Regions from separate parts of the Ovis aries genome. Here region 2 is linked to region 1. A link is a contact called in public Hi-C data. All regions are on one chromosome and are shown on one strand. Each heading gives the region's core, a stretch centred on a gene start, on an enhancer-like site or on the middle of the called end of the contact. The rest is flanking DNA. Distances are from core to core; before and after follow the strand shown.

Region 1 (5,290 bases), core at 1,324-3,823:
TGGTACAGATACCTGGCAAGAGGATGATGACCAGGCTTGATGGATGGAAAGTAAGAAACATTCACTTAACTTTATATTAGATACTCTGCTGCTGCTACTGCTAAGTCACTTCAGTCCTGTCCGACTCTGTTCAACCCCATGGACTGCAGCCTACCAGGCTCCTCCGTCCATGGGATTTTCCAGGCAAGAGTACTGGAGTGGGATGCCATTGCCTTCTCCTAGTTACATCTTAATCTTCTGAATCCTTGTGAAGTATGGGCATTATTCTCAATTTATCTTTTTTTTTAAAGTTCACATAAATTATCATTTTTTTAATTTAAGTATATTATTTTTTTAAGTTGATTTACAATGTGTTAGTTTCAGGTGTAGAACAAAGTGGTTTAGTTATATATGTGTGTTCTTTTTTCAGATTCTTTTCCATTACAGGTTATTATAAGATATTGAATATAGTTCCCTGTGGTATGAAATAAGTCATTGTTGTTTACTTTATTTGTATATATTTTGTGTACACATTAATCCCAAACTCCTAATTTACCCCTCTCCCAACCTTTCCCTTTTGGAAACCATAAATTTGTTTTTGAAGTCTGTGAGTCTCTGTTTTTTAAATAAATTCATTTGTATCATTTTTTTAGATTCCATATAGAAGTGTTATCATATGATATTTGTCTTTTTCTGTCTCAATATAATCTCTAGGTCCATTCATGTTGCTGGAGATGGCATTATTTCATTCTTTTTATGGCTAAGTAGTATTCCATTGTGTATACATACACACACACACATATCATATATACACACACACACCAAATCTTTATCCATTGATCTGTTGATGGACATTTAGGTTGCTTCCATTTCTCAGCTACAGTAAATAGTGCTGTGGTGAACACTGGGGTGCCTGTGTCTTTCAAATTAAGAGTTCTCATCTTCTCCAGATACATGCTCAGGAGTGGAATCGCTGGATCATATGACAACTCTGTTTTTAGTTTTTTAAGGAACTTCCAGACTGTCTTCCATAGCAGCTGCACCAATTTACGTTCCTACCAGCAGTGTAGGAGGGCTCCCTTTTCCAGCATTTCACACCCTTTCCAGCATTTATTATTTGTAGACTTTTTGATGATGGCCATTCTGACTGGTGTGAAGTGATGCTTCACTGTAGTTTTGATCTGTATTTCTTGACTAGTTAGTAATGGTGAACATTTTTTCATGTGCCTATTGGCCCATCTACATGTCTCTTTGGAGAACTATTTAGATTTTCTGCCCATTTTTGGATTGGGTTATTTTGATACTGAGCTATATGAGTTGTCTGTATATTTTGGAAATTAATTCCTTGTCGTTCACATCATTTGCAAATATTTTCTCCCATTCTGTAGGTTTTCCTTTCATTTTGTTTACACTGTACTTTGCTGTGCAAAAGCTTTTAAGTTTAATTAGGTCCCATTTGTTTATTTTTGCTTTTATTTCCATCACTTTAGGCAACAGATCCAAAACAAATCACTGTGATTATATGTCAAAGAGTGTTCTATGTTTTCCTTCAGAGATTTTTATAGTATCTAGTCTTTTTTCTTAATGATTTTGTTATTTTTGTGCTGAATCTTCATTGCTTCTAGTTGTGGAGAGCAGGGGCTACTCTCGAGTTGCAATGCATGGGCTTCTCATTACAGTAGCATCTCCTGTTGTGGAGCACAGGCTCAGTAGTTGTGGTACATGGGCTTAGTTGCTCCACAGTATATGGAATCTTCCCAGACCAGGGATTGAACTTGAATCTCCTGTGTTGGCAGGTGGATTCTTTACCACTGAGCCACCAGGGAAGTCCAGTATCTGGTCTTATATTTAGGTCTTTAATCCATTCTGAGTTTATTTTATTAGGTCTTTAATCCATTTTAAGATGTTAGAGAATGTTCTAATTTCAGTCTTTTCCATGTAGCTATCCAGTTTTTCCCCAATTTGAAGGCAAAGAAACTGAATTTCAGAGATGTAAAATGACTTGCCCACAGACATGGCTAGGAGGTGGCAGGATCTTTGAGCATTGCACTATCTCCTAGTAGAGAAGAGACCATTCATATGTTCAGATAATGTATTTTTTTTTTAAATTGAAGGGTAATTGCTTTATAGTATTGTGTTGGTTTCCACATAATATACTCTTTAAGGAGCACCTACTATGTGCTGGATATAGCATCCTTGTGAAGCCTACAGATCAGCACTCCAAACTCAGGAAGAGAATAAAGGAGACCCTTGGACCCTTTGAATGAAGTATTTCCACAAAGCCAGAAGGAACATATTTGCGTCAAACCAGAGGACAATCTGTCAGACACATACACTAAAGAATGTCCAAGGAGAACTTCCTGAAAGAAGAAGGTGGGCAAATAGGGCAGACACAGATCTAATGTTGGGGGCCAGAATCTTGTGATTGAGAAGACTCAAAGGGCTGAGGAGAGTTGGGCACGACTTCTTGTTATCCTCTTCTAAAGCTGCTATTACAAACATTTATTTGCTGACTAAGCAAACCTGAGCAGTTGCTCTGTGCCAAGCTTCCAGTTGACTCTGGAGACAGAGATAAATAATGAGGCCTTTCAAATGAGCTCATAGTCTAGAAAGACCATTATCGAAACAGTGACCACACTGTACAAAGGGAAGGGGACAACTAAACCTCTTTGGAAACAGGCAAGGGATAGTTTCACAAAGTAGGTAGCATGTGAGTTGAGCTTTGAAGCATCATTACAAGGTGGAGGTGGAGAAGGGAAGTACACTGTAGGGCTAGCAGGCAGCATGCACAAGCCCACCAAGGTCAGTCTGACATGGCTGGTAGATGAGTATGATCAGTGTGGCTGGAGTAAAAGCTGTGACAGGAGACGCTGGAGGAGGCAGGATATAAAGGCCTATAGTGGCAAGATGGCGAGTTGCCAGACACTAAGGAGAGTCACTCTGGTACCTGTGGAACTGGACTGCAGGCACTGGACTAGATAGCAGTACAGAGGCAGTGGTAGTCTAGGTAAAAGGCAAAAGTATTCTGAACTAGGTAAGTGCTGCAGGGATGAGGGGAGGAGAAAGGCTCGATATTTTAGAGGTGGAATGGATAAAACAAACAGATTTGGACAGTGAGGTGCCAAGGACCCTTAAGTTGGATTCAAGGGCCTGTGTCATCAAAACTGGAGCTGGGGAATTAAGAGGGTCATGACTTTTAACAAGAGGAAAGTAAGAAGAGAATCTACAGCAGGAGTTGAGAAAGCAAACAGCAGTCATACCCTTTACTGCAGGGACAGTGTTTTGTTTGTAATCTTCAAGCCAACTCTTCTGCCCCAGCTGGCTGCCCCATCAGTGGCCAGAGTCAACACATTCTCAGTCTGGGTCCAGGGCTCAGAAAGTTATGTAAACTCAAGAGGCTCCCATATTCCTAGAGCTGGCTTCCTCTCCCAGCAGTTTGCTAGAAACCCAGCCTGTAGCCAGGCGAAACCTCGGAACCTGAGACTAGCCAACTGGCTGGCCATATAGGTGGATGGAGGAAACAGTTAACTGGGTAGTTAACTGAGCAATACAAGGAGAGAGGTTTTTTTCCCCCCTGATAATCAATGTTTCAGTTTTTCACCACTGAGTATGTTAGATGTGGGTTTGTCATATATGGCCTTTACTATGTTGAGGTAGGTTCCTTCTTTGCCCACTTTCTGGAGAGTTTTTATCATAAACGGATGTTTAATTTTATCAAAAGCTTTTTCTGCGTCTATTGAGATGATCATATAATTTTTATTCAATTTGTTAATGTGGTATATCACACTGATGTGTGGATGTTGAAGAATCCTTGCATCCCTGAGATAAATCCGACTGGATCATACTGTATGATCCTTTTTACTGGAGTCAGTCTGCTAGCATTTCAGTGAGGACTTCTGCATCTACATCAGTGATACTGGCTTGTAATTTTCTCTCTGTTTTGTGATATCTTTGTCTGGTTTTGGTATCATAGTGATGGTGGCCTCATAGAATGAGCTTGGAAGTGTTCCTTCCTCTGCAGTTTTTTTTGGAATTGTTTCAGAAGGATAAGTGTTAACTCTTTAAATGTTTGGTAGAATTTGCCTGTGAAGGCATCTGGTGCTGGACTTGTTCGTTGCTGCGTGTGTACTGCATGTGTGCTAAGTCACTTCAGTCCTGTCTGACCCTAGGGACTGTAGCCCACCAGGCTCCTCTGTCCCCATGGGATTCTCCAGGCAACAATACTGGAGTGGGTTGCTGTGCTCTTCTTCAGGGGATCTTCCTGACCTGGGGATCAAACCCATGTCTCTTAATGTTTCCTGCACTGGCAGGCGGGCTCTTTCCCACTGGTGCCACCTGGGAGTTCTGTTGGGAGTTTTACACTGATTAGTTTCAGTTCGGTCGCTCAGTCGTGTCTGACTCTTTGCGACCCCATGAATTGACTCTTTGCGACCCCAGGAACTGCAACACGCCAGGCTTCCCTGTCCATCACCAACTCCCAGAGTTCACCCAAACTCATGTCTGAGTCGGTGATGCCATCCAGCCATCTCATCCTCTGTCGTCCCCTTTTCCTCCTGCCCCCAATCCCTCCCAGCATCAGAGTCTTTTCCAGTGAGTCAACTCTTCGCATCAGGTGGCCAAAGTATTGGAGTTTCAGCTTTAGCATCAGTCCTTCCAAAGAACACCCAGGACTGATTTCCTTTAGAACGAACTGGTTGGATCTCCTTGCAGTCCAAGGGACTCTCAAGAGTCTTCTCCAACACCACAGTTCAAAAGCATCAATTCTTCAGCGCTCAGCTTTCTTCATAGTCCAACTCTCACATCCATACATGACCAATTACGGAAAAACCGTAATTGACTAGACGGACCTTTGTTGGCAAAGTAACATCTCTGCTTTTGAATACGCTATCTAGATTGGTCATAACTTTCCTTCCAAGGAGTAAGCGTCTTTTAATTTCATGGCTGCAGTCACCATCTGCAGTGATTTTGGAGCCCCCAAAAATAAAGTCTGACACTGTTTCCACTGTTTCCCCATCTATTTCCCATGAAATGATGGGACCAGATGCCATGATCTTCATTTTCTGAATGTTGAGCTTTAAGCCAACTTTTTCACTCTCTTTTTCACTTTCATCAGAGGCTTTTGAGTTCCTCTTCACTTTCTGCCTTAAGGGTGGTGTCATCTGCATATCTGAGGTGATTGATATTTCTCCCGGCAATCTTGATTCCAGCTTGTGCTTCTTCCAGCCCAGCATTTCTCATGATGTTCTCTGCATATAAGTTAAATAAGCAAGGTGACAATATACAGCCTTGACATACTCCTTTTCCTATTTGG
Region 2 (5,290 bases), core at 1,967-4,466, 270 kb after region 1:
GAGAGTCTCTTGGACTGCAAGGAGATCCAACCAGTCCATTCTGAAGGAGAGCAACCCTGGGATTTCTTTGGAAGGAATGATGCTAAAGCTGAAGCTCCAGTACTTTGGCCACCTCATGTGAAGAGTTGACTCATTGGAAAAGACTCTGATGCTGGGGGGGATGGGGGCAGGAGAAGAAGGTGACGACCGAGGATGAGATGGCTGGATGGCATCACCGACTCGATGGATGTAAGTTTGAGTGAACTCTGGGAGATGGTGATGGACAGGGAGGCCTGGCGTGCTGTGATTCATGGGGTTGCAGAGTCAGACATGACTGAGCAACTGAACTGAACTGAACTGAACTAAAGACGCTTCAAATTAGTCAACTCAAAGTATATGGAGTGTTTACTAGATAAAATCCTGTCTATAAAGATTGTACATGTAGGAATGCATGGCGCCTCCCTTTGGAGTCTCCAGCAGCAGTGTTCTTTGCAAGTCTCAAGCCTGTTTAGGATATGGGCTTGGTCCTGACTTTTGTCCACAAAAGGTCACCCCTTGTCCCCTCTTTCTGATCACTGGGACTTTGAAGGCAGCTGAATCTCCCCAGTTAATTTATCAATAATGCTCCCGCTGATAATAGACTATGTAACCATTTCAGAGGTGGATGGAAAGGAAAGACAAAACCTTCCACAATGTTCTGAAAATCAACAAGAGGGATTATAGAGCAGAACAATGTTTAATTCAATTCCATTCATCCATCCATCTACTCATTCTGCCATTTAGTTATCAGTCAACAAATATTTGTTAAGGGCCTACGCCCTGCCAGCGATGGCCATGCTGGCTGCTGGGAATCCAGGGGGAAAAAGGCCTTTGGAAAAATTTCCATTCAATGGGAATTGAGGGTGTGTCACAAGCTCTCCTCCTGCAGATTCAGGCCTGCAGTTTCTGAGGCAAGCCTGCATGAGGATCTTCTACATAGAAAAGACTCCAGAAGGCCTATCTTACTTCCTTCCCAGACAAACACCCACCACCATCTCCCACCCCTGTTGCTCAGACAGACTTGTTGTGAAAGTCATGATCCTCACCCCACTCTCCTCTCTGTTTCACGGAGTTAATTAGCCAGAGTTGTCTCTACGCTCTATCTTCAGTTCTTTTTCTCATTCTTCCTCACTTCTTGAATCACTGAAATCTGGCGCTTGTGCCTCTTTCACTCCTCTGCTCAATGTCACCAGGGAGTGTGTTAGTCGCCCAGTTGTGTCCAATTCTTTGCGACCCCATGACTGTAGCCTTCCAAGCTCCTCTGTCCATGGGATTTCCCAGATAAGAATACTGGAGTGAGTTGCCATTTCCTTCTCCAGGGGATCTTCCTGGCACAGGGATTGAACCTGGGTCTCTCTCACTGCAGGCAGATTCTTTACCATCTGAGCCACCAGCAAAGCCAGTGTCACCAGTCTAAGTGTGTGTGTTAGTTGCTCAGTTGTGTCTGACTCTTTGTGACCCCATGGACTGCCCAACAGGCTCTTCTGACCACGGAATTCTCCAGGCAAGAATACTAGAGTGGGTAGCCAATTCCATTCTCCAGGGGATCTTCCTGACCCAGGTCTCCCACATTGAAGGTGGATTCTTTACCATCTGAGCCACCAGGGAAGCCCACCAATCCCAAGTACAGATACTAACTGTTGATTTCATCATGTGCAGGCATGGCACAAGGGTTATGTATATATTATCTGGTTTATATTCTGGCCAAATAAAATTCTTTAATTTTCTCATTTGCACTTTCTCTCAGTCTTCATATCTCACAGTCAAATATATCACTATTAACATATAGATTTAGGTTCCAAGTCTAGGCAATTTTTATTACCATCTTTCTCATTCTCCACTCATCTAATTCATTAGTGGGTTTTCCTGACTCAAAAGGAAACCAAGTTTACTGGGTTCTCAATTTCTAGTACACTAGAAATTAATTTTTAAGCTGCTATGATCCCTCACTCAAAAATCTCCAAGAAAATGTAAGCTACATTTGGACAGGCTCCCTATGTTATTGATCACAGCTGTATCTGCAGAACAATGCCAGGCCCCTACTAGGCTTTTGCTAACTATATCCTGAATGAATGCATGTTGCAACAAACATTTGAAGTGGGTGCTATTACTGCTGCTACTGCTGCAAAGTCGTTTCAGTCATGTCCGACTCTGTGCGATCCCATAGATGGAAGCCAACCAGGCTCCCCGGTCCCTGGGATTCTCCAGGCAAGATTACTGGAGTGGGTTGCCATTTCCTTCTCCAATGCATGAAAGTGAAAGTGAAAGTGAAGTCGCTCAGTCGTGTCCGACTCTTAGTGACCCCATGGACTGCAGCCTACCAGGCTCTGCCGCCCATGGGATTTTCCAGGCAAGAGTACTGGAGTGGGGTGCCATCGCCTTCTCTGGCTATTACTATATCCATCTTACAGATGTGGAAACAAGCTTGCAGTGGTTAAGCAATTTACCTAAGTTCACACAACAAATATCAAAACCCTAACTCTAGTGCCAGCTCCATTATTCACTGTGCTGCCGTTCTGAAATACACAGCTTATACGGAAGGATTTTTTTTTAGCTGATGTTAGGAGAAATTTTATTTGAAATTCCCCAATTCTTGAGAATAGAGTTCACGTGCCCTTTAACGCAAACCTTGTAGGCACAGCATAGTTTGGCTTCTTCCTTCGTCTCATCTCTCCTCGTGTCCTTTTCTCCCAACATTTCAGCTATAATGAAAACTATTCTCTTCCCAGCAAACATCCCCTCTCTCATTCATTCTGGAAAACTTTCCCTAATCTCTCAATTCTGAGAGATTGTAACAGGCAGTACTTTATCCCAGCTGGCAGGACTTTTAATATTTATTTCTGTCTTTATTGTTCACTGCTGTGTCCTAGTGCCTAGGAAGTGGCTGGAAACAGGCTAGGTACCTAATTAATATTCATTGACTCAATGTGTGACAGGGCAAGATTATTTCATCAGTTTACGGGTGGGAAGACCGCGACTCCTAGAGAGGTGAGGTGTCTTGCAGTGTGTCAGCCACGAACTGGCAGAGCCTGGATTGACACTAAGGTTCTACAGTCAGCCGTTCCAGACCACGCCTGAGCCCCTTGTTCCTCCCTTCCGTCAGCTCCTGTTAGCTCCACCTACTTCAGCCTGCGCCGCCTCCGAGACTAGTTTGACCCTCGAGCGGCCGCCGTAGCGCGTCGCCTTCGTTGCCGTGGGAAACGACCCGGGACCTGGGAGGGAGAAAAGACGTTTCCCGCCGGCGGGAGCTGCGGTTGTGGCGGCTAGGGGAGCTCAGCTGCGGCGGAGCAGAACGCCGCGGCACCATGGCGGACCAGTTTTATCTGGAAAATATAGACGAGTTCGTCACGGACCAGAACAAGATCGTGAGGAGCTAGGACTGGGGAATGCGGGCGTGCGACTGGGGGTTCGGGCCCAGCGAGGGCGGCAGGGGCCTTGATCCCTCTGCGTGTTCCCGCATGGGGCTGGTCCAGTGGAGACGGTCCCCACTCCTGATGCCCCAGGCAGGGCGGGGACTCGCCGGGGAGGACTTCTGCCCCGCCGGCAGATCCAGGTTCCTCGGGTGGGCGTGCTGGGCTCTGCGCAGACCGAGGGCCACGGAGGTCGGGCGGGGAGGGAGGAGCCTTAGTTGATGTTGTTTCTAAGGTGTCTCTACACGTTTCTGGCAAGGTGGTTGGCGTTTGAAGTCTCAAGTTTACAGTTGAGGAAATTGTGTTTTGACCGGGTTAAGTAACAGGTTGTTTAATCCGACCGTCAGTTGGTTTCGTTTTCCTCGAAGTTTGTTATTGATTCAGGCTTGACCTGCCTTACAGGGTTGAAGTAAAGATCAAGTGAGACGATGGATGTGAGAGGGTTTCTCAAATCGTGATGATTGAGTGCCTACTGTGAGCTTTGGATATACATTATTGCGTTTACTTTTCTACAGTGACCCATAGAGGTCGGTGGGAGTAGCCTTAGAAAAGGTAGTTGAAGCAGAGGGGCCAATAACTTGTGATTGAAGGAAGGTGAAGTCGCTCAGTCGTGTCCGACTCTGCGACCCCGTGGACTGTAGCCTACCAGGCTTCTCCGTCCATGGGATTCTCCAGGCAAGAATACTGGAGTGGGTTACCATTTCCTTCTCCAGGGGATCTTCCGGACCCAGGGATCGAACCTGGGCCTCCCGCATTGGAGGCAGACGCTTTAACCTCTGCGCCACCAGGGAAGATTAACTTGTGGTTAGTAAGGGATAATCCACGCAGGAGATGTAGGTTTGATCCTTGGGTTGGGAAGATCTCCTGGGAGAAGGGAATGGCAACCACTCCAGTATTTTTGCCTGGAGAATTCCATGGACAGAGGCGCCTACTGGGCTATAGTCCATGAGAGTCACAAAGAGTAGGACACGACTGGGAGACTAACACACACACACACACACACACACACACACACACACACGGGATAATCAATTTTCCAGTCTATGTCTGTTCTGCTGTTGCTTTCCTCTACATCACACTGTCTTTGCCCAATCTGTGCTAAGTCTTCTAATTACTGGAAACTCAGCATTTCGAATTGGAAGGCTTTGAGGGGAGGGTGACAGGTTACAAGGAAGTGGCAAATGACAGTTCAAGGAAGAATGGAAGGAAGAGCAAAGCTTGAGGCCAGTAATTCCCAATCTAACCTCTGATAGAGTATTCATCCACTTCACTCATTCCCTGACCCCTGCACCACCTGTGCCCTTTATTATTTATGTGGCTGCAACTTTCTTCAGAAGTTTCTGAGTTGTACACTCCAAAGTAACTTAAGTTTCTGAGTGAGTTTGAGAATAGTTTTTGGTGGTGGCCCCATAAAAGGACAGAAATGTGAAAAGAAGGACCAGGGTGAAACAGGGAGTGTAAGGAAATTGAGAGCTTTTTCTTTGTATATTCAACCTTTTTAGATTCTTGTATTAATCTGTGATGCAGACTTCTTTCTAAAATAAATGTCTGAGTCCTACCTGCCCAGATGGATGGTTCTTGGCAAAACTGGGGTGGCATTTAATGTAATTTATAAGGTGTAATCTCCTCAGAATCTTTAGGAGCCCTTTGGGCTGACCTACACTCTGCAGTCATCTAATAAAATTTTTTTTAAAAACTCCTTGCAGGTAACATACAAATGGCTGAGCTATACACTAGGGGTTCATGTTAATCAGGCCAAACAGTAAGTACAATTTATCACTAACTTTAATCAGATTGGAACTTTTTGTTTTGTTTGTTTGTTTTCTTTTACTTTGTTGTTAGCTTTACAGAGAGTCTCTTGA

Evidence for each region. A called contact is a pair of places that touch in the nucleus more often than the background predicts.
Region 2: a contact with region 1 is called in a Hi-C map of tail adipose tissue, with 4 times the contacts expected there. The contact joins the promoter of POLD3 here to the enhancer-like site in region 1. A contact is called at or near these places in 3 of 16 Hi-C or Micro-C datasets (skin fibroblasts and tail adipose tissue).

Annotation. Positions count from the first base shown.
Region 1 is chr15:52,340,443-52,345,732 of ARS-UI_Ramb_v3.0, forward strand. It overlaps a transcript of P4HA3 not described here. Among named protein-coding and RNA genes, the nearest start is that of TRNAE-UUC, 40 kb to the left of the region's middle. Within about 2 kb of position 2,574, at least 5 of the 54 cell types and tissues checked have an H3K27ac peak or open chromatin away from gene starts, as enhancers often do. A contact at or near this core is called in tail adipose tissue, where this site is marked.
Region 2 is chr15:52,614,361-52,619,650 of ARS-UI_Ramb_v3.0, forward strand. It overlaps POLD3 (DNA polymerase delta 3, accessory subunit), which reads left to right and starts at 3,217. Exons shown (of 13, transcript XR_001020892.5): 1 at 3,217-3,383; 2 at 5,135-5,190.